Linked DNA regions of Mus musculus: regions 2, 3, 4 and 5 are each linked to region 1. A link is a contact called in public ChIA-PET, HiChIP or PLAC-seq and Micro-C data. All regions are on one chromosome and are shown on one strand. The core of a region is the stretch at or near the end of the contact, and the rest is flanking DNA. Distances in the headings are between cores, read along the strand shown.

Region 1 (2,700 bases), core at 138-2,637:
GTGTCAGATTCAGAGTCATGTGATCAGAAGGCCCTGGTCTCTAGTGATTCTCTTAATTTGCGACTTCAAATACCTCCGTATTTATTCTAGAGTCTCAATTCCTCCTTCCAAATCCTCCTGCCACCTTGAATCTCCTAGCTCGTCTATGAGGCAGTGACGTTACAGGTACAATCGTCCATTGATGTGTGTATTACAGCTTGCAACATTCAAACTGGGTGCTGTCCTAGACGGACAGCTAGGGTGAGGAAGGTGACACAAGAGAATGACACGGTAGAGGACTGATGTACTTGTGAGTCAGAAGCTGCGAGGAAGCGAATGAAGAAGCCTGAGGGGCCAGAGTTCGGAGATGGAACATGTATACACTAGCCCAGCCGCTAAGAGAAAGAACAAACTGGCAAGGTTTACTCGTGAACACCAGTTAACCCGCTGCCCTTGCCATCCCCTTGGGACCTGGGTCCCCCCTTAGCCACAATTTCCCTATGCTGCCCAGAACTTCTCCAGAGCCAGGCTTTGGGGACTCAGAAATGACTTCAAGACTATCAGAGAGGAACTCTCTCCCTAGGGCTACGTCGAGGATGGAGAGCTGAAGTAGGTGTCATAGAAGGAACCACGGCCACTTCGGAATTTTATCCACTTCTTTGGTGTTAGGTAGTCCCAAGGAATAAGGGTCGCCTTGGTCACCGCTAGCTAGAACCTCGTGTGGCACAGGAAAGCACACCCGCATCTTGTGCCCATGTAAGCAAACACATCATCTCTCCCCATAAGGACAAGGTGTTCCCCCATCACTTCAGACTAGCAAGTGAGCTATTGACATTTTATGGTTACGGAGTCCTTGAGTCCTTCAACGGCTGGCCCTGCAGAGTCCAGGCTGGGAGTTCCTACTGCCCCGTATTTCCAAGTTAGGCCTTCTGCCTCAATTTCCCAGAGCAGCCAAGTGGCAAGTAAGGCGGTACAGGGACATAATCTCTCCCTTCTTGACACTTCATTACCAGACTGATTTTGAGGGTGATTTAGTCCCGGGGACCCTTCTGGAGAGGGAATCAGGTGTTCTAGAGACATAGGGAGTTAGGTGTCTCCCGTGGAGAAGGGGAAGACCATCATAGGAGCCAGCAGGCTGGGAGTCTGCAGAAAGAGGGGGACGGTCTCGGCTTTCCAAGACAGGCAAGGGGGCAGGGGAGTGGAGTGGAGCAAGGGGCGGGCCCGCGGTAGCCCCGGGGCGGTGGCGCGGGCCCGAGGGGGTGGGGAGCACAGCTGCCTTGTACTTCCCCTTCGCCGCTTAGCTCTACAACAGCCTGATTTCCCCGAAATGATGAGGCCGAGTGGGCCAATGGGCGCGCAGGAGCGGCGCGGCGGGGGCGTGGCCGAGTCCGGGCCGGGGAATCCCGCTAAGTGTTTAGATTTCTTCGCGGCGCCGCGGACTCGCCAGTGCGCACCACTCCTTCGTCGAGGTAGGACGTGCTTTCACAGTCTAAGCCGAACCGAACCGAACCGAACCGAACCGAACCGGGCCGAGTTGCGCCGAGGTCAGCCGAGGTGGCCAGAGGGACCCCAGCATCTCGGGCATCTTTCGCTTCGTGCGCGCATCGCGTACCTACACCGCAACTCCGTGCCTCGCTCTCCGGCACCCTCTGCGAATCGCTCCTGCAGCAAAGGTGAGCTCGCCGGAGCTGCGCGGGCACCGACGGGTGCCGTGGAACAAAAGGCGCACGGGACACCAGGAAGTGGGGGCCAGAGACACCCTGGGTCGCGGTGGCGCGCTGGCTCGGGAGGGCGCTGCAAGCGGGCGGGAGGCGGGCCGCGGCGTGCACCGCCCTCTGGCCGCGCTCGGCGGTCTGCGTGCGCGGAGCCGCTGCGGGGCCTCTTGGTAGCCCAGAGTGGCCGTCGCGCGCACCCGCGAGCAGCGCCGGGGGACTCGGATGTCCGCCTGCGCGCACTTTTGGCGGTCGCAGCTTGGCTCCCAGCTCTTGCTTTCGGACGCGCAGTGTTCGGTGCAGAGGTTGGCTCGCTGCCTTGACTGGCTGGACCGGGTCGTGAACTACTGGGCTTTCGGGAGGAGGTGCCACAGGTGTTGCTTGCGCCACTTCTCTTAACAGCAGGGGAAACCAGGCCGGAAGGGGTTGCGCCCCAGCCTGTATGTTGTGGGCACTGGCTGTCAAGAGGGGACATAGACTGGATTGGAGTGGGTGGGTAGAAGTGCCCGAGATGGAGGTTGACTTGCTTGCTTGCACAGCCTGGAAGGTGCAGGGCTGGGGGTGACAAGCAAAAGTAGTCCCTTCCTTCTTCCAAAGATTGAATTTTGAGAGAAAAGTTCTGTCATTGAGATGTCTGTCTTTTGGCTTTTTTTTTTTTTTTGCACATATATCCTGCAACCATCCATCCATCCAGACTTGCTTGGTTGTTTATTCCTGAGACTGACTGGGAGAGACTGAAAAGAATGGGCAGGTGGCTTTGCCCATGATGCTGGAGAGTTTCATTCTACTTCAGGGTCCCTAATCTATGACCTGGGTACCTGGCTGATGGCAGGAGAGTGGGGGAGGGTAATGACCTGGGTGTGAGGACAGGAGAAGGTAATTGAGCGAGCGGCCTTGGGTGGAGCAGGGCAGTGCCCAGGGTTGTTTAACAGACTCCAAACACAGGCCTCTGTCTTTTCCCTCCAGCCACCATGCCAATCACTCGAATGCGGATGAGACCCTGGCTAGA
Region 2 (2,700 bases), core at 171-2,670, 260 kb after region 1:
TTTTCTGTTGACTGCTCTGTAGTGCTGAGGGAAAGAGATAAGAAATTGAGGCTGTTGTTCCCAGAGATCTCATTGGGAGGAACCTAGTTGGTTTTTTGTTTAACCAGCCTAGGGAAAAAAAAAGACAGACCAGAAGCAGCAATGGTGGGAAGGCAGATTTTCTACCAGCTTGACCAACAGCAGGTAATCAGTTCTGGGTGATGCTCTTGCCAGAAACAGTGCTTGTCTTATCTGTTATGACCTGGTCCTCAGCAAATACGCAGCAGGAAACTAAGAGGGAGTAGTAGGTCCACATTCAGACTCTGGTGACTTGGGGAACCTATTCCCTGATCACTTAGAGGTAAGGCAGTGGGCTCAGCTGGAGCCTTGATCACCAGCTTACACTTCCCTCAGAAGTACGGGTCTTTCCTTGAGTGTCCAAAGGCCAGGTTCTAGTTTTGACTCCTTACATCCAACCAGTGTCAAGGAAGGGGCTGCTGCCTCTTTTTCGAGAAAGTGGGGGCCTCGACATAGAGGCCCTTCTGTCTCAAGACCCTTCCTTGTGTCCATCAACAGACCACTGTAGCCATTCTCTGTAGCAAGGAAATAGCTATGACTATAAATCAAGACAGTCTGGTTTGGCCTGCCCAGGGAAGCACCAGGGCTCTTGGGAAACTCTGTTGTGAAACTCAGAAAGGAAAAGGCAGTTGATGACAACACTCTCTTTTTTTCATCCCCTCCATGCCACACAGAAATTCATCAGCTCTGAGTGTGCGCTGAGAATACACTCACAACCCCACTCTGTGCCTGGAAGTTTTGAGACAGTAGGTGACACTGACCCAGGCACTGTCAGGGGCTGTTGGGGGCACGGATGCAACGGAGTCTCCATTCCCAATGTCCAGCTCCAGCACTACCACCTACCTCTGTCACGATGGTGGACAGGAAGATGTCCTTGTCGTACTCCCAGCCATCCAGGCAGCTCTCCTGCTCCAGCTGCTCCAGATCCACGTCCTGTCCTGGCTCCAGCCCCATCGCAGAGAAGTTGGCGATGGTGGCCAGTCGGTAGCGGCGGCAGCTCTGAGGCACCTGTCGTCCGTCCTTCGTCTCCAAGGGGATGCTGTGGTTGCGCCAGGAGCTGCTCAGGTTCACAGTGTCAGGAACCAGGCAACGGTGCTCGGGGGTCCCCGCCAGGAACACGACTGACATACCATTGAAGCCATTGGGGATGATGCTGGCGCTGAGCAGAAAGAAGATGAGGCGCTGGAAGGGCCCCCACTCGCCCAGGAAGGCGATCACCTCGTCGTAGTCCCGCATGTTTCCACCTCTCCTCCTCAGCTTGCGTGAGGGAGGTGGGTGGAGAGAAAGGATTCAGCGATTGCGGCGCGCTGAGGGGATCTTCCTAGGTGGCTGCGTGCAAACACGCCGTGGGTGCTGCAAAACTCCCAGGGGTTGGCGCGGAGCGCCGGGAAGCCGAGTCCTCTGGACCACACCCCCGTGCGGCTAGGCAGCGAAAGGCCACTGCACTCCACCGATCTGGGCGGAGCTCTCGGGCCGGCTCAGCCTCCTGCTCCGTTCCTTGCACCCAGCGGCCTTCCACGCAGGCCTCCCGCCCGGAATCGGCCGGACAACGCGCGTGCAGCTAGGAGCTCCGGCTTTCTCGGCCCCACGTGGGAGGGAGAGCGACAGGGAGGAGCGTCCCGAAAGCCAGGCCTAGCCCGGAGCAGGAGTTCGTTGCTCCACAATCCCAGCCTGGATTATGAGCAGGCGGACCGGTCAGTTAATCAAGTCTGCGCTCCCAAGAGACCTGTGTGGGGGACAGGAGCGCCACCTCTTCACACACACCAGCGTGGGAACTCACTTATGAACCTTAGCATGGCCGTAGTCCATCACGGGACGGCGGCGGCCCGAGAAGCGTCCTTGGAAAAGCAGGATCCTCACCTTGCAAAGAGGCGACTGTGGACCTGGAGCCAGAAAAGGATGTGCGAGGTCATGCTGAGTCAGAGGCGCGCCCTGGATTAGAAGGGCTGGATCACGGGCCCCTGAGTCGTTCTAGTGTCCTTTCGAAAGATTCCCTGTGGCCTTTATAGAGACACCAGAGGGAAGTCGGCCCACTGAGGGAGCATAGAGGAGTCACCACGCCTGGGCTCGGTGTTTGTCCTTTTGCACTCTCGGGGCACCCGGAGTCCTTTATTGCGGCACGGTGCCAAAGCCTTCTTGGACTGAAAGGCTATTTGCAGAAAGGCCCATTCTAGTCTAGGAACAGAGGGAGGAAGGGACAGAGAGAGGACAAACTGGTGAGATTTGGCCCTCAGAACTGGCAGGGTAACCAAAAGCGGGATTGCCTTTTTTCTCTCTCTGCTCAGTATTCACATCTAAGGTCCTGGGCACAGTGTACAAGCTAGCCCAAGCTAGAGCTGGGCTCCCCTAGCCTGGGATCCACAGGCCTGGAGAGACTGTAAGGCTGAGTAGCCCAACACTTTGCACAAACCGGGTTGTCTCATCAGACTCTGGCAAGGAACTGAAGGAGACTTCTGCTTTTTTCTTTGTTTTTGTTAGTTTCCCCCATGAGTCCTACTGTTAGGCTGACTTCCCACCAGTAACTTACATTTCTTTTCCTGTCATTTAAGCCGCATCTCCTAGTATGCCAGGACACTAGCTTTTTACTTTTGTTCGTTTGAGACAGGGTCTTCGGATGTAGCCCTGGCTGTCCTGGAACTTGCT
Region 3 (2,700 bases), core at 112-2,611, 480 kb after region 1:
AGGCGGGTCTGCACACATGTTAGCTTCTGTGGGAAGCATCCATTTGTTGATAAGCAAAAGCCAAGTGTCCATAGAATACAAGCTAACTTCTCCCTACTCCCTTCTGCTCCCACCAAGTGGTACAGGTTGGGGCTAGTCATAACACTGTCCTGAGCACTGCCCTTCTTCTTGCCTGGTCCAGGCCACCTCAGCTACCACAGCCATGTTTATAGTCTGGTACCATAGAGGTTCCCAGTTCCAAGTGCTGTCCCCCCCCCAAAAAAAAAATTTGTAAGCAAAGGCTACTTGCTGCCATTCTAGAAGAAGGAGATGGCCAGAGCCCAAACTTCTGTGTGGGGAAGCACTATTTCAAAAGCCCCTCTGTGCCCTGTATAATCAATACCCTCTGTGCCCCTGTATAATCAATACCTTCTCTCCATGGTCACGGGGCACAGAGAGAACTTGAAGGCAACAAGGCCAACTCATAAAGTGACTCTCATGCTCCCATCAATCCCTGAAGACCTCTGACCTTTGAAAGCTAGCTCTGCCCAAACTTATTGCTCACTTGATAAAAAGAGTGCACATGACTGCCACAGGGGCATGGCTCTGGACGATAAAAGAGTGCACGTGACTGCTACAGAGGAATGGATATAGAGATCTTGACTACCCAGATTCTGCCCCCTCCCGCTGGCAGCCACTGGCAGGGAAGAGTGTAGAAAGCCTTGCAAGAGGCTATTTAAAGCAGCCCTGCAGGGCAACCCGGGAAGCTACACCAAAAGAGAAGAGCAAAAGAGAAGCAGCTTACCTTGAAGGAGAACTCGTTAGAGACGACTTCTACCTCTTCATTCTGTAAAAAGGAAGTGCCGTGTTACCAAGCTGAAAGGCAGGGCAAGACAAGGGCCAATGGGTGGCCTGGGAACAACCCAACTCTCTCCCTCACTCACCAACGTGACAGGCATGTCATCCAGGAGGTTCAGGGCTTCTTTGATGGCCTCTACATGCTTCCAAGGCCGGGTGACAGTGATGGGTGAGCGGGTGGGTGCTGAGAGGCTGTAGACCACAATGCCCAGGAAAAGTAAATTCTGCAGCCACATCCTCCTCAGGACCTTAGCCTTTCTCTCTGAGTACTGGGCTCACTGCAAAAGAGCTCTTATATACACAGTTAGAGGAAATGATTAATGGTGACCACAGAACTCCAGGGGGGCGGGGGAACTACCTGAGTTGTGGAATCTCCTGGCCCTTATCAGCTATACATGGGGCCAGTGAGCCTTCCCCCAGGTTGTCAGGCTTGGGGGGTTTTCATTAATAAGCCCTTCCAAGAACTGGCAGCCCACCTGCGGGCTGCTTTAAAGGCCTTTCCCACCCTGCCTGGGCAGTCTGACCCAGCCTCTGGCTAGCCTCTCCTTTTTGAGGGGCCTCCAGGCATATTTGGATTTCCTGGCCTGGAGTGGCTGGGGCGGGGTTTGGGAGATACTGAGTGGGGCTCTTGCTTCCATAGCACCTGCTGTTCCTGGAGGCCTTTGGGCAAGCTCTACCTACTCTGGTGGCTCATTCCAGCCCCAGTCCTGGCCCGTTCTCTTTCCAGCCACCTTCTGAGATATACACTTCTCACAAGTCCACCTCATTATCTAATTAAATAAGGTCCAGCCCAATGACACAATTCTATAATGGTCTCCACAGACTCCCACTGAGGAGACCATTCTGGGCAAACTCTGCCCAGCCAAGCCCCACCCCTGCCACCTTGGGAGCAGTGAGAATGACAGCAATGGGTATAGAAGCCAGGCAGACTATACCATGTTCTCTTATGATACCATCCCAACTGACTGCTACAATCCCAGTTACAAAGGCATGTTCAATCCTAAAAATTCACAGCATGGCTAGAGCTTCTGGCTGGGGCAGGTAAGGCTACTCCCATTTGACTGCTGATTCTGCCCTCCCCCTTTGCCAAGCGACTCTTCCTTTGAGTTATGTGAGCCTCTTTACCCTCTTCAGAGCAGCCTGCCATTCAAAAAGGACACATTACTGCTATCTGTACCATTATGGGATACCTGGGTCTCTGAGGCTGGCTGTAACATAGTAACTAGCTGTAACACAATAACCAGGCACGCACACACGCACACGCGCGCGCACACACACACACACACACACACACACACGTGCGCCCCAACCCCCGCTTCCCTGGCAAGTTCTCCCAGGCTTAGTCTGTTGCACAGCCCCTTGCTCCAGCCCACCTCCCTCTCCAGAAGCTCTCTGTGGAATCAGGAACTGCTTCTGGAAAGGCAGCATGGTCTCAAGGGGCTAACAAGTGTTTGATTTTCACAATGGCTTTTGGAGAAGACGGCACGAGTTTGTGTTTGCCCAAGGGATCTGGCCCAAGCCTTCCTATACAGGAAGTTTGAGACCATGGGGATACATATGTGTATCTCTTCAGTCATGTGTGTATGCTGGTGGTGTTGGATATATATGTACTCATAGGAACATGTCAAGGTGGAGGAGGTTTTACATAAGGGTGCATCTAACATGAGCCACACTTGTTTTGCCTGCTTTGTGAGAACCCTTGGGCTTCTGGCGGTGCCCTCTTGATATGAGAGGGGGCCCCTAGCCAAGAAACATGCTTTAGGGCCCAAGAAGCTGATTCAGTGGACTGATGAAACCAGACAGAAGTGAGGGCTTTCGAGGGTCAGATAACAGGTGGAACTCAGGACAAGACCACAGGAATCA
Region 4 (2,700 bases), core at 110-2,609, 420 kb before region 1:
ATATATATGTGTGCTACAGGGATAGAATTTAGGTCACCAAGATTGTGGGCAAGTGCCTTTAAGCCACTGAACTATCTCACCACCACCAGTATTTTTCATAAGGAAGTAGAAAAGATGGCCAGGCACACTGATACACTTCTTTAATCCCAGCACTTAGGAAGCAGAGGTAGAGGCAGGCAGATCTCTGAGCACCAAGCCTGCCTGTTTTACAAAGTGAGATCCAGGGCAACCAGGGCTACACAGAGGAAACCCTATGTAAAACTTAAGATTTATTTAGTGTTTTTCTTTTTGAGACAGGCTCTCACTATATATCCTTGACCTGCCCAGTGTTGGATATGTATATCAGCCTCACAGAAATCTTCCTCCCTCTGCCTCCAGAGTGGTGGGATTAAAGGTGTGCGCCAGACCATACCTCGATAGTGGTTTTGAGACATGGCTTAGAACTCGTGTGTAGTTGAGTGGATTTCCAAACTGTGAAATTACAAACTACAAATAACGAGTGAAGTGTTTCAAGATGTTAGAGGTGGAGAATCTGCATGAGGTACCATCAAATAAAGAAAGCAGATAAGAGACATGGGACACCAATGACAGGATTGTATGTTTTTCAGATGTAGAGGAAGAGGACACTTTTCTTGCGCTACTATTACTGGATTCTAGGAAACCTTAAAACTTTGTCTAATTACTGATTCCAATTAAATTATGGCTTGTCTGGACTAGCAGGATGTTAAGAGCGATGGTGTTTGTGTGTGTGTGTGTGTGTCGCCGTGTGTTGTTTTGACAGGGTTTTCTTAGTAGCTCAGATTGGCCTTGAATCCACTAAGTAGCCCACAGAGGCTGATATTTATTTATTTACTTATTTATTTATTTATTTATTTATTTTTTTAAGACGATGCAGGGCCGGCTTATCCTCCCACAGTAAGTCACACGCAGCAGTGGACGACGTCGCTGCGGACCTCCACGTCATCCTTCCCTCTCTACTCCTGCGGTGCGCTGCGGGACACGGGCGGCAGGGCCTGGGCCTTCACCTGCACCCCAAAACCGGTCGGCCGGGCTGCGCCCCGCCCCGCGGCGCCTCCCTAGCGGGCTGCGCAGGAGGGCGTGTGCCCCGGGCCGGGTTCTGTCCCCGGGTCTGACGCTGGTGCGGCCCCGCGGAACCTGCTGCGACCCGCGCTTCGCATCCCCGCTCCCCAGCCCCGGGCCCAGGCGCCCCCGCACGTCAGCCCGCGCGTCAGCCCCGCCGACGCCGCCTCCAGAGCAGCAGCAGGGCCGCAGCCCCCGCGCTGCCTGCGGGAGGGGCGCGGCCTGGTCACGTGACGCTCGCAGCAGCCCGGCCCTGGTCACATGGGCCGCGGCCACTGCGTCAGTCCCAGTCCCGGCTGCGGGAGTCGAGTCGTCGCCGCCGCCGCCGCCACCGCCGCCCCCAGCGGACGGGGCGGGGATCTTGGTGCCAGGGCCCCGTCAGCCCGCCCCCGCCTCAGTCACCCGTCCGGGGCTCGGCCGGGCCGTCATGGAGCGGGGCGGAACCCTGGCGTCCGCGGTGTGAGGTGCGCCGCCTCGGCTCCCCGTGGCCTCCGGATCGGCCGCTGCCCCTCGCCCCAGGCAGCCGGTCGCCGCCTCCTGGGCGGGCCCGAATGCGCGTCCGGTGAAGGTGCAGGCCGGGCGCCGCCGCCGCCGCAGCCGCGGTCGGGAAATGGTTCGGGCCTAGCGGAGCGGGGACTGGAGGTGAGAAGCCGCCTGACTGCCTGCCTGACTGACTGACTGACGTCTGAGGCGCGGCCGCGCCGCGGGGAAGGCGAGGCTCCGGCCGCTGACGCTGGCGGAGACCCGCGGGGCGGGGGGCCCCTGGATCCGGCTTCGCCCTACGTTTTCTCGTCCCACTTTCTCTCCGAAATCAATTTCAAACAAGAAAAATCATTTTTTTTTTCTTTAAAGGCCAAGCCGTTCCCATCCGACATTCCAGACGCCCATCATCTGGCCGTTTCTTCTTTTTTTCCTCCCCCCCCCCCCCCGTTGTCCCTTCCTCCATTCCTCCCTTTGATTCGGTCGGCGGATTTATCCTTTGAAAAATTTTTCCTTCGTCTGACTCAAGTCATTCCTAGTTAAAGAGAAAATAGGCCCAGATTCTGGCTATCATTTCTCAACTAGTTCTCGCCTTCCTTCTCGCGATCCTGCGCACCTCCCCCCACCCCCACTCTCCCACCTCCCCTCCACCGAAAGAAAAAAAAAAGGGGGGGAGGCTGGGGGGGTGTTAATTTCCGTCCTTGATGGTCGATGGGGTTTGAGTGGAAAAATGGGAACCTGGGTTGGAATAGGAGAAACCCTCCTTCCCGCTCGGAACCGGCCTGGTACCTGGCGATCGCCATGGCCGGGCTTTGGGTATTGATGTTTAGGCCTCCCCAGCTGCCTGTGCGCAGGGTTAATCTCGTAATTGACGTCAGTGCTTTGTTCCTTCCACTTTGCTGTTGCTTCCCACTCTCTGAGAACGGATCATGGGGTACAGGAGCCCAGGGTGTTTGTGGGGTCTCCTTATTAGGCTTTTCATTCACAGATGACACCTTTATGGGGAGTCGAGAGCCCTGATCTGAAAATGGTTGTGAGTGAAGTTCGAACCAAGAGTTCGATTCAGGGTTCTCCGAGTTTCGTCAGTTGCAAGTCAGAATTCTGGTTTTTCTTCCCCGCTGAGGTTTTAAACTGAAGCTA
Region 5 (2,700 bases), core at 111-2,610, 310 kb before region 1:
TTACAGAGTTGGAGTCACAGAGCTTGCTGACCATGAGACGAATGGGCAGTGGGGCAGTGGGCAAAGTGCTTGCCACTCAAACATGAGGAGCTGAGCTTGGGTCTGCAGTAGCTAAGGGAAAAGCTAGGTGCCACAGCTTACATTGTTACCCAGTGCAGGGGACATGTGGTGTGTGTGTGTGTGTGTGTGTGTGTGTGTGTGTGTGTGTGTGTGTGTGTGTAGGCAGACTCATGGAGTTGGCTGGCCAGCTAGTCTAGCCAAATTGATGACTTCTGTGTGAGACCTTGTTTCAAAAAATAAGGTGTAGAAATGATAGAATAAAATACCCAATAGTATCTGGGCAGTGTTGGCGCACACCTTTGATCCCAACACTTGGGAGGCAGAGACAGGCGGATTTCTGAGTTTGAGGCCAGCCTGGTCTACAAAGTAAGTTCCAGGATAGCCAGGGCTATACAGAGAAACCCTGTCTTGAAAAATCAAAAACGGAAAAAAAAAAAAAAAAGAAAAAGAAAAGAAAAGACCCAATCTCGAGAGGTACACATGCATACACCACACACACAGAGAATGAGGACCAGGTGGCACCGGTCATCTGAGCTGAAAAAAAGACTCCAGCACTCAGGATGTACAGACGGGAGTTTAGGAGTTCAAAGTCTTTACCAAAAGGTGAAGACCCCACTCCTAGTAGCAGATTCGAGCACATAAGTTCAGGGCTCCGTTCGGTGTGGGTCTGGTGGAGGGAGCTATGGGAAGCGAGGAGACAAAGACAGGAGAGGAGAGCCTGTGGAAAGAGTCCAGTAGGTGGCATGGTTTTGGAAATGTGGGTCTGAAGAGCAGAGTTGATCAGGTAGCCAGCCATCTAAAGCACACTCAGAGGGAGAGAGAGCATGAGGCAGGAACTCCAGGCACATCTGTTTTCATCGTGGAGTTTAAGAGAACCGGCCGGGAGAGATGGTCCAGTGGATAAATGTTCATGTCACCAAACCAGATCTTCACAGTTGGAATCTAGTACTCCACAGGGTGGAAGAAAAGTACCGACTTCTCCACAAGGGAGCTTCCCCCATTACTTACTTCCCAAATTATTAAGTAAATAAATAAATGTAATTTTTTTAAAGGTTAAAAGAAGAAGAAGAAAGGAAGGTGAGCCTTTGTTGCCTCCGGGAGGGTTTGACCTCCGCACTGAGGAGCCTGCTGGTCCATAAGTCTTGCCTGCGGATCCGGCAGTGCTTGGAGGATTTCGATCGCCCTCCGGCTCGAGTTCTCTGCGGTGGTTAGAGGTCCAGGGCCGGGGACTAGGGCCACGTACAGAATCGCAAGAGGAAGGGGCGCGGCTCCCGCAGCCCTGCCGCCACTCCAGACTCCGGCCCCTCCTCGGCCGGAGGTGGCGCCTCCCCTGCTGCGGCCGGAGACTGGAGGTGGCGTCGGGAGCTGGAGCCCAGGGCTCGGATGTCACTGAGGGATCGCCGGCGCCCTGAAGTGCGTCTCGGGCTGGAGCCACAGGTACGCAGCGGGACCGGGTGAGGGGACACACAGCGCGTGGTCCACAGATCTGCTTCCCAAAAGGGAGACAAGGACGGGAGGGTCGGGGCGGCGACAGCGGTGGCCGCGAAGCAGCCTGACTGACCGTCATTCTGTCTGGACCTTCCGACCCGGAGTCCAGACCGGCCGCGCCAGTGGAATCGGGCCCCTGCGCACCTTTACTCTCGGCCAGGCCTGGCAGGGGACAGAGCTGTCCAGGTGGCCCAGCTGTTGCAGGGACGCAATGTACACAGTGGCGTCCGTCTCAGGACCCTCTGTTCTTGAGCTTCGATTGCTGGAGAATCCGGGTCCCTCCCAATCCCCCGATCTTCCCGGACCGTGAACCCCACTGAAAAGGCCTAGAAATGCACTGATCAGAGGCCACCCGCTCTCCTAGTGTTCCAAGCGCCTCTTTCCTCACCTCTTTGTGTGGTTCTGCTGCCCCTTGTGGTCCCCAGGGCTTAGCTTTTGCCCTGGGGTATGTGCTGTACCCATGGCAGTGACCATCTTTACCTAGGTGTCATTCACCCTCTGCTTTTTCTACACCTCCTGGAACCTGCGTCTCACAGAGTCTGCCCAAGACCAGCAGAGACTGTATAACCAGCTACTATGTTGTAAAATAGATGTCTCACAGGGGTGCAATGTCACCCATAGCTTTGGAGACTAGAAAAGAGAACCAAGGAGTTTGCCTGAAAGCTCACCCATCAGACCTAGCCTGGAATGCTAGGATTTAAGATCTGAGCATTGAACCCTGAACCTCTGACTCTAAGGAGAGTCAGGGAGTGCAGTTAACAGCCCTCCAGGTACTGAGGGAAGGCTGGAGGCAAGGAAAGGCCTGCACAGGTCCTCACAGGAAGACAGATGGGAGGTGGCCCTTGAGAGGACTGTTTCATTCCCGATTAGCTCGGAGCTTGACTTTTCTCCAGTGCCTCTCCTGTTCCCTGACCTGGACTTACATGTGTTGCCTTGGTCTGGTTTTGCCCACTGAAAATTGTCTTTATCAAATTTCCCAACAAACCTTGCCTGAAGTCCCACGTCTGGTTGCTTGCCTGGGTCCACCTTCACTCGAGATTCAGCCCCCAGTGCCAGCTTCATCCTTCAGGTCTGGTGTTTCCACCCTCAAGAGCCCTAGTTCTGAGCCCCGAGCCCCCTTATTCCTTTGTCAGGTAACAAGTACCTTCCTCC

Evidence for each region. A called contact is a pair of places that touch in the nucleus more often than the background predicts. ChIA-PET counts read pairs in DNA pulled down with a chosen protein or histone mark. HiChIP or PLAC-seq counts read pairs in DNA pulled down with a chosen protein or histone mark.
Region 2: an RNA polymerase II ChIA-PET map of memory CD8 T cells shows a contact between it and region 1, with 11 read pairs. The contact joins the promoter of Slc22a4 here to the promoter of Irf1 in region 1. A contact is called at or near these places in 3 of 115 datasets of contacts at active chromatin or transcription factors (effector CD8 T cells, memory CD8 T cells and pancreatic cancer cells).
Region 3: an RNA polymerase II ChIA-PET map of memory CD8 T cells shows a contact between it and region 1, with 6 read pairs. The contact joins the promoter of Csf2 here to the promoter of Irf1 in region 1. A contact is called at or near these places in 2 of 115 datasets of contacts at active chromatin or transcription factors (bone marrow-derived dendritic cells and memory CD8 T cells).
Region 4: a contact with region 1 is called in a Micro-C map of embryonic stem cells, with 2.9 times the contacts expected there. The contact joins the promoter of Aff4 here to the promoter of Irf1 in region 1. A contact is called at or near these places in 3 of 484 Hi-C or Micro-C datasets (LSK cells and embryonic stem cells) and 4 of 115 datasets of contacts at active chromatin or transcription factors (the SCID.adh cell line, effector CD8 T cells, memory CD8 T cells and 1 more).
Region 5: a contact with region 1 is called in an H3K27ac HiChIP or PLAC-seq map of hepatocytes, with 2.9 times the contacts expected there. The contact joins the promoter of Shroom1 here to the promoter of Irf1 in region 1. A contact is called at or near these places in 3 of 39 promoter capture datasets (the HPC-7 cell line, hippocampal neurons and liver), 1 of 484 Hi-C or Micro-C datasets (embryonic stem cells), 14 of 115 datasets of contacts at active chromatin or transcription factors (T-cell acute lymphoblastic leukemia, acute myeloid leukemia, cardiomyocytes and 5 more) and 2 of 9 other capture datasets (adipose tissue and embryonic stem cells).

Annotation. Positions count from the first base shown.
Region 1 is chr11:53,768,627-53,771,326 of GRCm38.p6, forward strand. It overlaps Irf1 (interferon regulatory factor 1), which reads left to right and starts at 1,388. Exons shown (of 10, transcript NM_008390.2): 1 at 1,388-1,652; 2 at 2,658-2,700. The coding sequence starts at 2,663.
Region 2 is chr11:54,026,684-54,029,383 of GRCm38.p6, forward strand. Slc22a4 (solute carrier family 22 (organic cation transporter), member 4) reads right to left here and starts at 1,421. Exons shown (of 10, transcript NM_019687.4): 1 at 901-1,421. The coding sequence starts at 1,293.
Region 3 is chr11:54,248,538-54,251,237 of GRCm38.p6, forward strand. Csf2 (colony stimulating factor 2 (granulocyte-macrophage)) reads right to left here and starts at 1,362. Exons shown (of 4, transcript NM_009969.4): 1 at 924-1,362; 2 at 785-826; 3 at 1-26. The coding sequence starts at 1,073. All of the region lies in intron 4 of Gm12223 (a long non-coding RNA gene), which reads left to right.
Region 4 is chr11:53,349,408-53,352,107 of GRCm38.p6, forward strand. It overlaps Aff4 (AF4/FMR2 family, member 4), which reads left to right and starts at 1,360. Exons shown (of 21, transcript NM_033565.2): 1 at 1,360-1,722.
Region 5 is chr11:53,455,845-53,458,544 of GRCm38.p6, forward strand. Shroom1 (shroom family member 1) reads left to right here and starts at 1,361. Exons shown (of 8, transcript NM_027917.3): 1 at 1,361-1,497.